2 separate regions of the Strix aluco genome follow, and region 2 is linked to region 1. The links are chromatin contacts, called in public Hi-C maps. All regions are on one chromosome and are shown on one strand. Each heading gives the region's core, a stretch centred on a gene start, on an enhancer-like site or on the middle of the called end of the contact. The rest is flanking DNA. Distances are from core to core; before and after follow the strand shown.

Evidence for each region. Hi-C and Micro-C count contacts between places; a contact is called where the count stands out from the background.
Region 2: a Hi-C map of brain shows a contact between it and region 1, with 4 times the contacts expected there. The contact joins the promoter of COL14A1 here to the promoter of MRPL13 in region 1. A contact is called at or near these places in 2 of 2 Hi-C or Micro-C datasets (brain and heart).

What each region holds. Positions count from the first base shown.
Region 1 is chr1:14,136,653-14,143,758 of bStrAlu1.hap1, reverse strand. MRPL13 (mitochondrial ribosomal protein L13) reads right to left here and starts at 2,690. Exons shown (of 7, transcript XM_074848815.1): 1 at 2,586-2,690; 2 at 1,747-1,870. The coding sequence starts at 2,612. It overlaps MTBP (MDM2 binding protein), which reads left to right and starts at 2,694. Exons shown (of 22, transcript XM_074848927.1): 1 at 2,694-2,861; 2 at 3,331-3,411; 3 at 4,416-4,489; 4 at 4,601-4,746; 5 at 5,236-5,294; 6 at 6,176-6,320. The coding sequence starts at 2,780.
Region 2 is chr1:14,307,752-14,314,857 of bStrAlu1.hap1, reverse strand. It overlaps COL14A1 (collagen type XIV alpha 1 chain), which reads left to right and starts at 2,742. Exons shown (of 49, transcript XM_074848689.1): 1 at 2,742-2,866; 2 at 6,556-6,677. The coding sequence starts at 6,590.

The sequences.
Region 1 (7,106 bases), core at 1,441-3,940:
CAGGATGCAAGAGGATGAAGGTAGAGAAAAGGTGAGGTGCAGAATAAACCTAAAAATCCAGATTCAAACCTCCTGAACAAGGTTATATCCCTTTATTTAAGGCATACGGTCTGACAGCATCTAAAAATATGTGACTCTGGAAAATAATGAAAGATTATCCTTAAAACTGAGAGTAATATGCATTAAATCAAATTTCTTCCCTTCCTTAACCACAGCTTAAATTCAGCTCCAGATACTCTTCAACACAATAAATAAATAATGATTTTATGGAGTGGCATCTGGATACCAAATCAAAAACAAAACAAAAATCCCCAGAATGCCTTTCTGTCTAAGGAACTGTTATCTCTCAGACACTAAAATATTTCTTGTTAGTTCAGAAAAAAAGAAAAAAAAGAAGTGTTAAGTACAGCAACCACAAGTTCATGCATACTTTGCTCTCTTAGAGAGTATCAAATGTCTCAGTAGTAGTAACCTATCAATGTCAATCTCAGGTGTAATGCATTTGGTACCGATTTATGGAATACTTTAGAACAAATAAAGTTATCCTTGAAATGACTGTCCAGGATTTTATAACTTCATGGACATAAAGTATCAAAGAGCTTTCCCACAGGACAACCAAAAACATTTCCTCTCAGTGTCTGCTTTATGTTCCAGACAGCCTTCGTCTCCAGTGACATCTTGTGGATAGGACATAATTTGCAACAGCAAAACTCAGTATTTGAAATATCTTTCGAACACCACAAATACTACCTTCTATTATGAAAAACAGATGGAGCATAATTTTAGTATGTACACTCTACATGTATGAGCAAAGCTTAACTCTTTTATGTTTCAGTAATGTCTCTTGAAAAATTTGCACGAGTACTACAGAAAACACTGTATCATCAGTATGAGGGACCACCTTTTTATTATCTATAAAATGCTTATCACTACAACACAGGCACTACAGTATTACAAGTAATGAACAAGATCACAGACACATCTTTACTGCTGAATCTTCTAATTTGCAGAAAAGCAAAATTATTTTTTCATTTAAACAAGAAGGTATCTTTCAACAATGAGTACATCTCCCTCCCATTTAAGAACTGGACAGGTTTCAGCCTCATCATCACAGAATGTCTGAGGTTGGAAGGGACCTCTGGAGGTCATGTTGTCCAACCCCCCTGCTCAAGCAGGACCAGTGTTTGAATATCTCCAAGGATGGAGACTCCACAACCTCCTGGACAACCACTTCCAGACACCCTCACACTAAAAAAAATATTTCCTGATGTTCAGAGGGAACCTCCTGTTTCAGTTTATGCCCACTGCCTCATCAAGACAGGGCTTCTCTGCACCTTACTCAGAATGAAGAACCACTCCAAGGCTCGATGGTGTTGTGCAGCTACTGAAAGGTAGCATTCAGAAAATCTAATCAAGAACCACATCAGTGTTCCATTATGTGCACTGTGATTTAAATCTTTGCATCTAAAATCAATGCATCAAAACACATGTTAAGGTTTTAAAAGAATGAAACCACAATATACTGTAATTCATCTACTTAAATTATTAATTCATAATGACCTTTATATGGATTGGTAAAGACAATGACATAAGGTTGTAGAGGAGTATGAAGGAATGAGAAGGAAAATGAAAACATAATTTACAAACAACTGAAAAATGTAACATGTATCAGGCTTGATTTTAAAACTTACAAGAAAAATACAAGTGAAGGAAAGCAAATTTGCTTTTATCTACTGCAATACTCACTTAGTGCATGATAAATAGGTTTATGCCTGCCTTCAAGTCTGATTACAGTCGCAGCTGCTATCTTTCCTGGTGGCTGCATCTTTGCGTCGAGAAGATACCAGGCTCTGGCAAAAGTTGCCCATTGCTAAAGAGAAAGAGAGGTAGTCCTTAACATAGTAAAAAACCACACTACCATACATAAATCTAGCTTCTCTAATGAGATCGATGCTTTTTTGACACTCCAAAATGCTATAAGAAATATTAACACCACCTCCTCCAAATAACGTTTAAATGGACGGAGAACGCAGGGATACAGCCAGTGCCGTACGTGCTTCCAACGTATGTGGCTGTAACAACACTGAAAGGTTTAACAGCTCTGAGGGTTTTGTTTCAAAAATGAGGACCTCTTGCTGCAAGCTTCCATTATTGCTAACTGCACTGTAAAATCACCGTAGGCTGTTTAACACCCAACATCTCTTTCCCTCTCAGTGAAGGGAAAACTCCCCCAAACGCACTTCTACGAACACGAACGGCCTGAGCCGCCCTCAGCGGGCAGCCCTGGCCCTCACAGGCACTCCCGCACCTACTGACGGCTGCCGGTTCCCGCCAGCGGGCCCCTCAGGGCGAACCCCGGCGCGCACGGCGGCTCTGCGACGAGGGGAGGGGAGGGGAGGGGAAGCCGCCCGCCGCCCCAGCCCTCTCCTGGGGGCCTACTGCCCCTTCGCCCCGGCGCCCGCCCGCTCCTCACGGCCGCTCTCTGCGCCATGGCGGCCGCCGGGGTCCCGCCGGGGCGAGACCTGCCCCGGAGGCAGCGGCTGCCCCGGCACAGACTAGCCTGAGGGGGAGCGGGTCGCGCTCACCTGGGCCGCTTTGGTGTAACTGGCCATGGCCGCTCTCCCAGCGCAGCTGAGGGGAAGGGAAGAGAAGCGGAGCCTCCTGGCTGCCGCACCGGCGGGAAGCGGAAGCGCTGCCCTGCGAGGGGCGGTGCCAGGGCGGCAGCGCGGGCCGTTCGGAGCGGCGGCGGCTCCAGCTCCGGCTCCGTCCCCGCCCGGCCATGGACCGCTACGTCCTGTTCCTGAGCTGGGGGGAGCGCAGGGGCGAGGGTGCTGCGGCGGGCGGCCCCGGGAGCGGAGCAGGTACCGCCGCGGCCGGAGGCGCCCGCGGAGGCTGGAGGCCGCGCCGTGTGGGGAGCCGCCTGCCGCCGGGCCCGTCCGAGCTTCCCTCGGAGGGCTTTTCTTTATGGTCGCTGGTCTGGGATCTGCGCTCGTGCGGGCTTTTCTAGATTCCTACCTCGTTAAATCCCTCGGGGTTTTTTTCAGACTAAAAGTCTTTAATGATTTAAACCTTCGGAAACTTACAGGCTTTTTTGTTTTATTGCGACACTGCTATATAACTCGGTAAAGCGTCCCTGAGATGTGCACTACTTCAACGAGAATTTACAAAATTTGTCCTTTTAAACTCCTGTAAATCTATAGTTCACAGGTTGATTTTTTTTTTTTTTTAAGACTAAACACCTAATAATAGACTGAACTTTATACTGTATTTGCAAGAAAGCAAGACTTCTGTAATTCAGTAGTTTTAAGAAAAACTTTTTTTTTTTTCCAGCTGGAACTGCTTCAGCCGTTTATCAGTACCTTAAAGAAAGCTGTAACTCATCTATAAATGCAGATGTGAGCGCATTCCCAGGTAAATACACTAATGTACGGTAAGGTAAATTTTATCAAGGAATTGGCCTAGGCACATTTTATGATCTAGGTGAAACAAGTCAGAAATTTAAGGAAATCCCATTTTGACAGTGTGCCTAAACCTGCAGGTGGGACTACACCTGCTGCTACTGTTTCTGTGGAGAACTGATGTCATTTGAGCAGCTGAGGTGTTAGGAGGTGGTTAAATAGATTGGACACAAGAAATGGAAGAGAATTTCAATCCAGCATAGCAAGGATGAGTAGCAAGGGGCTTGTTTCTCATGTCAGTGGGCAGTTTGATATTTTCATTATTCCTGTGATGTCTTATAATTTTTTCAATGGAAGCAATTTTTGTCTGTTGGGTATTGATTCAGAACCCTAATCCATTAATATTTATTAATACTTTTATCATCTTAAAATAGATCTGCTTTAGTTCTTTTAGGGTTGGTTGTTCAGGGTTTTTTTTGTTAAAAAAATGCTTTATTAGTTCTTTACTTGGTTTGGATATCTGGTGTTGAGCTGTTCAGGCTCATCTTGTCACAGCTGTCATATAATTGTGATTCATGTGGGGAAACCACTATAAGCTGTTAAAATTCATGAAGATGGGAATGTTAAGCTGTTTTCAACATCCGTGCTTTTTATTGCATAGAAATGTTGAGAGAGCATCTCATTTTGTGAACTGCGTAAACCATATTTATCAAAGTTGTGATTTAGTCCAGGTATGATACAACTTCTGCAAATGGAGAGCAATATTGCCCAGAATGGAGAAGAGGTCAAAGATTTTCTTAATTATTAACAGTCAGAGGATCAGTAACAGACCCTTGTCAAGACACTTACCTACACATTAATACGTTTAGAACTTAATTATGATGCCAAAGGAAAGCAGAACTCAAATCATTGTGGCACATTAAATGACTCGCATAGTTTTTTAACAGAGATGTTCATTATAATAGGAAGAATAGATTGTAGTGGATTATTTTAAATAATTGTTTTATCTCTTTGCAGCATGTTCAGTGGCTGGTATTACAGGTGTAAAGAAATGGTATTTTGCCAGTCATGTTATATGTGGTTATTATCAGGTAAGACTTTTTTTTTCAGAATAGAAATTCCTGTCTGCCTGTCTCTAGTGCAAGTTAAAACTGTGGTGTTCAAAATTATTTTTGCTTAATTAATTCTTTTTGCTTGATTAGTTCTGCAGTTCTGACTGGGAGGAAATAAATTTTGACACACAGAAAAATGAAGACTCTCTCCAAACAAGTACTGACGAATGCCTGGGAGTCATACAAAATTTTGAGGAAGACGACAATAACAGCAGAGAGTCACTGTCTATGACTGAGTATTCATATTATTATTTTTATTGAAAGTATAGTGATCTGGCATTTTACAATAATAACCCAAGAGAATCAAGAAATTTTAACAAGTTATTACCAAAGCAACAGTTAACTATGAACAATCCCCTGCTACTACTGAAAATAATTCTATTTAATTCAACAGTGCTTTCATTTTTTTAGCTACAGATGATTTTTATAGAATAACTGAACAGTTTCCTAACAGCTGACAGGTGTATATATATACAAAAAGAAGTTTCTTGCTAATCTGTCTTGAATCCTACTTCCAGTTTTACAGCAGATTGTTTTGAAGTCATTTAGCCTACTTCTGCCTCAGTAAAAGGGGAGATACGTATATCTCTTTGCCTAGGTATGTTTGTACAGAATTTTAAAGATATAAGATACTTACATGAGGCAGTATTTGTTAGTTGTAACTTTTTGTTTCTAAATTACGTTGTTTATAATTTGTTTCCAACCATGTTGTTGTTCATTTTCAGTATCTATGATGAAGCTGCAGAAAGTCTGCATCAGTTAGCTGATAAACTGCCTGCCCCAGGTAATCTCTCTTAAAAAAGCAATCTCATTTGAGTTTATCTTGTTAGTTATTACTCTAAAAACTCAGTTGGTAAAATCATAGTCAAATGGAAAAATTCAGAGGATGTTACTGTGTTAGTTGAAATAACTTGTATGCAGCTCTTGCAAGTAGTTTAAGGATCTTGAGCATGAATGGCATTGCAGATCAGCTTATAGAGTAGTTTACTGCTTGTTTCTTTGGAAGGCTGTATTTCAGTAGAGATTAAGGTAGCTATATAATTAATTTTTCCATCTGAAATGGCACCAAAGTACTAATAGACAGTAAGTGATACGAAACTCAACATGCAACCACAGGAAGTTTATGAAAGAAATGGAAGGTGTTGACATTGGGTTTACATCTGATTTTCCAGCTGTTTGCTGGTGGGTGGGAGCCAAGAATCTGTGAAAGAACATAGATCAGAACTATTGGATTAAGATTTTGTGAACTGGAGACTTGTATCATCTTGCCTGTTAGGGTTACATAATGTTGCAGTAGTTGATGTGGGATAGCAGAGGAACTGAATGCAGAAAGAATGAGAAATAGCATGTTAAAGGGAGGAAAATGGCACAGCATAGTTGTGTTGGAGACAGCTCTGATCTGTCATATACAGTGCTGAGTGAGAGAGGAGGAAAGTATAGGACAGCTATAACTGCATAGCAAAACACTTTGTGTTAATCTAAGAGGAGCAGCAAGAGATGAGCTAAAGTGCGTGAAAAGTGTTTTAAATCTTCCTGAAGTTACTTGAAGTTGATCTTTAAGCCCATTTTAGTGCAGTCAGTGATAATCGGTACTTTTCTATCTCTAAATGATGTAATCATTTACTGAATAATGGTACTTTGAGTCATATATAACTGTTTTTATAGGCAGAGCAATGGTTGATGTAATACTGCAGGCTGTTGAACAAGATGGACCCAAGTTAAAAGACTGCTTACCTGCTATTGGTGCCCTGAAACACCTGAGAGAATGGCACTCTGCACAAATCACTATTGCAGCAAATGACTCTAAAGGGTATGCCATTTATTTTAGGTCTATAAACAAGGTCACTCTTGTTTTGTGTTAGTATATGTCGGTGGTTTAAAATGAAAAGTGTCCTGAGTACTTTACATATTTACTTTGAAAATACATAGATTTGTCTTCTATTATTGTTTGAGGCGAGGAATTATTCATGGTGATTTGTTGTAAATACATGCCCTAACCAGAGAGACAGGCAAAAAAACAAGTCCTCTGATGTTCCTGTTTCTGTGAGAGCAGAAGTTAAAATATTTTCTCATTCCATCACTAGTGGCTTCAGTGTGCATACAATGTTTTGAAGTTGTACTATGCAATGTAATAACTTGTATTGATTGTAGTTTTCCACTTTTTGTATGATGAATGTGTAACTGCTGCTTTTACTTTAAATTTTATATTATCTTTGGTATTACATTTCAGGGAGAACAAAAAGAATGTCTGATTTGTTCCTTTTGAAAATGGAGTATAAATGCTCTATTACTTCCTGTATGCTTCTGAAGAGTCTTAACACTGAAACTATTAATTCAGTTTGAAATTAAGTCCAGTAATTTCCTTACCATCCTCCTATAATTGACATAAGTAGTCCATGATATGTCTCAATATAAACCACACTGGTTTGTTGGGGTTTTTTTTCCCATGCTGTAAATTATTGTGTGGATATTGAATAACTTGGCAAGGTCTCCTCCACTTCCCCTCCCCTCCACACCCAAAAGATTCAAGTTTGCTTCGTAGAACATGTGGTTAAGCTTAACCCTAAGTTAATAAAACTGTTTAAAGTTAAAAATT
Region 2 (7,106 bases), core at 1,493-3,992, 170 kb before region 1:
ATGGATGTTCCATAGTCAAAAATCTTTGAATGTGACTGGAGTTTTTGGGTGCTGGGTGAGAGAGGTCATTCAAAATGTACATTTCTTTGTAGGATATATTAGTTTAGGAGATAAAAACACTAGTCACCTTTAAAAACATTGTTGTAATAAAAGAATACAAGAACTGATTAGTTTTTAATTATTTGCAATTTTAAAATATCCCCCCAACTTGATAGTCTCACTTCCCAAGTCTCATAAAAAATGGCATAGCAACTAACATTGAATTCATTAGTACATCCAAAAAGTCAGAGAAAAATTCTAAGTATATTCTAAAAAGCAGAAGATATTAAAAAAAGACGAGGATTGATAATTACAGCGTAACTCTTCCCCACCGCCACCAAAAACATCAGTTCCCACAAATACTGCTGTTGGTGATCCATACTTGGTTTAGTCATACCATCAGATATTCAGCCCAGCTCACTTTGAGCTCACTAGCCTGCACTAATTCTGGTTTTGTGTTGGGTTAATGGAATTATTTCCAGCTGTATTTTCAATATCATTCCAATGTAATCCTATTTATAGAAGTTTTGTAGAATCTGTATTAGCCAAGCAAAGGATGGTCCACATCTTGTTGGTGTGAATACTTTTAAAAAGTGGTGGCTGTAAATCATTGTTGTTTTTTTGAAATCACTGAGGCTTGGCCAATACAAAATTGTGGAAAGTAAATTCATGTGGTCAATTCACACTCAGCAAATTTCTTCTCAAAAATCTGGGGTTTTTTTTGGATGTAAGACAAGAAGGAAACATTGCTAAATCATTTGTACAGTAATATTGTTCATACTGTGATCTTACTGTATTTCCAGATGTGCAACTCATACAAACTCTTTCAAGGAAGCTTCACCTTTTAACTTTTACCTTGAACTTTTGAACAACATGAGCTCTTCCAGTAATTATGCAAGGAGATCTACGGTGCTTTTCAGAGAAATCTGAGTAAAACTTAATGGCAACAAGTGTGATTCACTCTAAAAAGTGGACCAATAGTGTAAAAATAGCATTGTAAATCAGGAAAATAAATTGATATTGAGAAACTCAGCTGAGTTACCTTTGAAAGCACACACTTTACATAAACTTAAAATATTAGTTTAGTTTCTGGTGTAAAAAATTAAAATTAAAAATTAAAATTTATTAAAAATTAAATTATAAAGTCATTTGAAGGCTGCAGAGAGTTTCAGAATCTATTTACTGGTCAGTGGGATCCTCAAGACTTTTTTCTCTGAGTCCCAGTACTCTGACTAGATGCAGCCACAGGATGGTGCTCGTGGACTTTGCATACTACATTACAAATCCGGGAAAAGAAGGAAAAAAAAAAAAGAGAGAAAGAGGGAGCCAGACTCTCCCTTTGGCAGGCTGTTCCTCGTCCTGCCCTGAAACACATGAACCAGCAAGCAGTCATGGATTATGCTGATTTATCTCTCTACATTTACCGAGTCTTCAAGGGCATTGCAAATTATCCATCAGCTTCCTTGCTTTCTGGATATTATTGTTTAGCTAAATACATAAATTAGGGACTGAAAAGGTACAAAATGTATCACATTTAGCATCAATGAGCTGAACATCTTACTGTTTCAGAGGAATTATTATAATGCAAACTGCTTTCTTCTTGCTTCATACAAGTGTTGGCCATTGCACACATCTGCCGGTGCAGTAGAATAACTGCAGACAAAAGGATCTCCCAGATTGCTAGATGTGGGAGATGTTTTTTAGATCTAGGAATGCTTTTTAACCTTTGCTATAGAAAACAACTGGATTTAGTTTCTTTAAAGCTCAGACACTTCTGTAGTTTCAGTGGAAAGCTATCTGCACCGTGAATTTGGACAAGAGTTTGCAGGACTGGGAATCCTCCTCAGCAACATAAGGTCCTACTTTACAGAGTTAGTCACAGTCATCTCTCTGAGACTTACTGCCTTCCCTTCCCTAAAAGCGACTCCTACTTATATTAAGAAAGGGATGCACATCTCTGTTTCACCTACGCATGTTGTTTCTTAACTGCAGTGCTCCGGTGATTTCATTTGTAATTTTATACAGATGACCAGGCACGTTGTAATGAATATTTTCATTCACCTCCTAAATTCTCGGGACTTACAAGCTTCGTGAGTAGTCGCCTTACGTGTAAATTCAGTAGGGAGTACCACAGCGTAACTCATATTTCTATATGAATCTAGATTCTGCAATTTCACGTCCCCATTGCAGTGTCTATGCATACGGCAAAAATGCACATATGTCCGCGCTTTTAATCAAGGTTTATACTAAGCCAGACAAGTGCTGGAATACTTTAATATAAATATTTCCCCGATGAATCATTAATCCACACATCGCAATACCCGGCACTGGGGGATATTTGCATTCCAAGCCGTACCGCGGAATAGGCACCTTCTCAATCATTTCAAACGAAGTAAACGAGGAACTTCGGAAAGAGGAAAATGAGTTAGAAGGCAGCAAAATCAGAAGTAAGAGGACACGGAAAAGCACAGCACCTACACATGTAACACCGCCCGAGATTTCCCCCCCCCCGCCCCCGGAGCCCCCAGCCCTGCCTCCCCGCGCACCTGGCCGCGCCCCCGCCGCGGAGGTCGGGCTCGGGGGCGGGGGGTTGGATCTCCGGCATCGCTCATGCCTCTTTTTTCTCCCCCCTTCTTTCCACCTTCTGCTCTATAATTGCCCGCCTCCTGTCGCTACCCTTTCGCCTTATCAGATGCGCCGCAGCGAGGGGAAGAGCGGCCAGAGGGGAGGGAAGCGGCTGTCCCGCAGCCGCCTCAACACCCGCAGCCCCGCGTGAAAACGAGCGGCCGCACCCGCACCGGCGGCTCCCCCGCCGATGCCCGCACAGGTCGGTGTGAGCTCCGCTTCGGCTCCCTCCGGGGCTGGGGGGCAGGGGCAGGGCCGGGCCGCTCCCCACACACCTGCCCGGCCACCCCCGCGGCGGCCGGAGCGGAGCCCCGGAGGGAGGGAGGAGATGGAGGCGCGGGAAGTGGTGAGCCTGGGGCGGGGAGGGGAGCCGCTTAGAAACTCCTGAAAAAAATCTTACTTTTAAAAAGAATCGTAATTAAAAAATAACAAGTTGCACTTTAAAACGGGGGGTTTGGCTGCCGCTCGCGTTCCCCCGCGGTGCATCCTCCCTCCCGCGGCGCGTCGAGGCTGTTGGCCTCGCCTCGCCCCGGCCCCTCACGCCCGGCGCCGGGAGGGTGTTACTGCAGCGGGCGGCTGCCTGGGCAGGCGAGCCCGCCCCCGCCGCGGCGGGTCTCCGCTCCCTGCCGGCGGGCAGCCCCGGGGGTCTCACGGGGCCCGTCCCTCGCCTCAGCTCGGCGGAGGCAACGAGCTCCCCGCTGTCCCTTTCTTAACCTCGGGCGGGGGGGGGGCCGCTTTCAGACCGGAGGCCCATGGGTGCCAGGTGGCGGGGAGCGCCCCGAAGAGGAGGCGGCGGGCGGGGGCCCCTCAGGCCAGGCTGGAGCCCTGTCGCGCGGGCTGTGGGGAGGCGGACGGAACGCGCCCGCCGGGTCGTGGCACCGCCGGCGGGTCTGCGAGAGCCGGGACGGCGTCCCCGCCTCGCCGCCGGCCCCCTCTGTCGCCTTCCCGCCCTTCCCGTGTGGGGGCGGCGGCCATGGCGGCGGGCCCGGTCGCTCCCTCGAGGCCGCGGCGGTGCCGGCGCAGGTCGTGCTCGTCCTTTCGCCCGGCGGGACGTTGACCCGAGAAACGGGGCCGTTCCCAGGCAGCGGGGGGACGCAGGGTCGCGGCGCTCCATAACGAGCCACCGAGAGAGGAGAAATGACCCCCGGGGTCCCAGGCGGGAGGGCAGCGCTAGCTGCCGGCCTTGGGGACGGGAGCCGGGGCGGTGCCGAGGTGGCTCTGCCTCTCGCCCGGGCAGGGCGGTGCTGAGCACGCAGATGTGTGTCGCGTCTCCCGGGCTGGGAGGTGGCGAAGGCGGGTTGTTCCCTCAGGAGAAGGTGCCCCGTTGCCAGGCCCGTGTCGAGCGGGGCTCACCTCCCGGGCAGGGCTCTTGCCTTGGGAGGGTTTGGTCTCTGCTGCCGGAGCGGTTCTGTTAGATAATTGTTTTACCAAATAGTTAATAAAAGGTGATACATAAAAAAAGCAGGAGGAATAGGGTATTTCTTTTTATTCACGGATGATGTCAGCCACAAGGTGGCTGCAGACTGGTGCTTGCCTTTCCTAGTTCAGTGAACCTTGAAGTGTGGAGGTGAACTTGTGCCTGGTTTAGCCAGCACCAGTTGTCTGTATCCCAATAAACCTTGCTTCTCTGTGCAATGGCGTTTCTCTAAAAGCAGCAATAGAGAGTGTTTCTACACAGGGTTACCTGTCAGTATTTATAGCTCTTAATTGGGAGGAGAGTTTATATCAAATCTAGCAGATGGGGAATTGAGCCACCACTGTGAGTGAATATTTTCATGTCTGGATTATTACACGGAAAGAAATCTGCACATCATCAGTGGTGACTGCATTGAAGAGTGAGTTGTATGCTGCTCTTTGAAGAGTCTACATGTACTTGCTCCAAGTTGTATTCCTGAGTGAGGGAGAAGCATCAATACCCAGTGTGAGATACACAAGGGGTGGATTTCAGACTGTTTAAGACTTACCTCTCTTCGTTCTTCCTATTGCCCGTCACTAGGCACCTGCCTGCTGTGCTGACTCCTCTGGATCCAGTCCTTGGGTGTCTGACTCTTTGTGTTCATGTAGCAGGAAGCCTGGGCACTTTGCTTGGGTTTCTGAATCCCACCTGAAGGATGTGTCCCAAGAACTGGGTGAAGCAGTACTTAAGTTTCTGGTGCATATCTTTGTTATTGGATCTAGCTATTTGCTTCTGTCTTGAGAAATTTATACTGTGAGAGATGGATTCAAAATATATATTTAAGTAGGGTGAAATCTGTTGATAATTTGGCTAAAACTTGGGTAACCTCCTGTGGGGATGGAATTCACAATGATTAAGGCCCCTATACATTTCTAGGTGGCATATCGAGCATTTATGACTGGGATTTGCAACAGTAGACCTACCAAGCCCTGCGATAACTGGCAAATTGTGAATACTTGAAGAGAGAAGGAGATGTAGGTCTTATCCTCTTATTTGTTTACTAATGGTTTGAGGTACTTCAGTCTGCCTTTCATATTCGATGGTGGTTGAACCACTTTGTGCCTTCCTCAGAAGACAATGAAAACATGGAAGGCAAATTCAATGATGGTATGTTGGGAATATTAGAGAAAATGACACAGGAGGTAAATGGGAAGGACCTGCAACATGGAAATACATAAACCATAATTTACTAAAGTAAACCTTCAAATGCTGACTCTTTGTTGACAGCAAGAAATTTACTATTAATTATATTAATTTAATTCTCCCATAAAATACTAATAAGAGAGGGCAGCAAAAAATCTTCCTGACCCAGAAAATTGACTAAAACTAGTGTAGTAAAGTTGAGTGATAGATGAATGTTTATAAGCATGATGATATGAACATGTTGATGTATCTGCAGAGGTGCTTCTATACATGTTGAATAACTGTGCTGGCAAGTGTTAAAGGCCAAGTTCAGATAATGAAATTTGTACTGTTCTTAACCTAGCTTCTGTGGACAGATAAATTACCCCTTCTGGAACTTGTTCTTTGGCAACAGAATTGCTTCCTGTAACCCAGCTAGTTCACCAAGGACTACCTTGAGTGTTCATATAGTGTTGCAGTCTAAAGTGTTAATGTTCCGAACTGGTCAAGTTAGAGTAAATATTTTTGACCATGGTATTACCTACCAATAGCATTAGTGGTTACTCAGCTGATACCCTGCATGCCTTCTGAGCTGTGTCTGCTTTAGTCACTGTAAGTGCCAGGCGGTATAACAGCACAGAATAAGTTGAATAAGACAGAAAAAGGAAAAATAGAGTAGGCTGTAGAGGACAGTGAGACAAGGACTTGTGTTTCCTCAAAACAAAGTCCTGCCTTTTTTGGCAACTGATGTGCAAAATTGCTCAGTTGAACTGATCAGTGATTATTTCACTGGGATTATTGAGTACACACATCTGTTATTTTATGGTAGACTTGCAGGGCAGTTCTTTTTATTACACAGTCCCAGAACACATAATTTAACATCTCATTCTGGATGCTTTCTGGATATAAAGTAGGTAACCGTTTTAGTCCTACTTTGTTATTGAGGGCTTCAGAGTTCTCTACTACATGTATGTTGATAAAGTGCTTGCGGCACTGGATTGTACAGAGACACCCATTTTACCTTGTTACGCGTAACAAACTCTACTTCCAGTACTCATGTATGCTTAGCAAAGAATACCAATTTTCTCTTTACATGGGCCAAATTTTCATAACTGTTGAGCGGCCCAAATGGGGTTCAGGTAAAACATACTTTGGTTATAAAACTGCTGTCAGGATGAGATCTTGGCTTTGCTGATGTCAATGGCAAATTCCTAATATTTTTAATGGAATCCAGATTTTGCCCGCCCTTTTCATTAAAGTGGATGCCTTATCTTTGCAGGTTTAATAAGTCTTTTTGTTCTGTGTGTTTTCAGACCTGCTGATACTGTGTGTATTGAGGGGAAGAAGATGCTTTGTCGGTGTGATATACAGAGCTATTTCTTCTTGGCTTTTTTAGCTGTCACAGCTTTCTTCATCAGTGACACCGAGGGCCAAGGTAAGTCATAAATAAGGAGATGGAGCTTGTCACTCTGATGTGCAGAAATAGACTTTCTTATTCCAAATGCAAGTGTTGCTTCCATCTTAGTAGGATGTGGATCCAGTACTACTGAAATGAAGCAGAAGTTTTCTGCTGATCTCAGGGGGGAGGTAGAATTATATGTTTGTGTGTGCTCTTTGAACCTAATATCTCAAATAGCATAAATCAGGTGTCTCAAAATTAGTTATATGGAACTTTTTTTTTACTCTTATTTACATGAAAGTACTGATCAGAAATTGCTGTGTTTGTCTTCTACATAATCAAGTAAGTTTGAGGGACCAGCTATGATATTAGGCTTGTATGGAATATATATTTTTTTCTTTGTTGGAACGGTAGCTATTGTAACACGTCATACATTTTGCACAGTTAAATTGCACTGTTAAATGT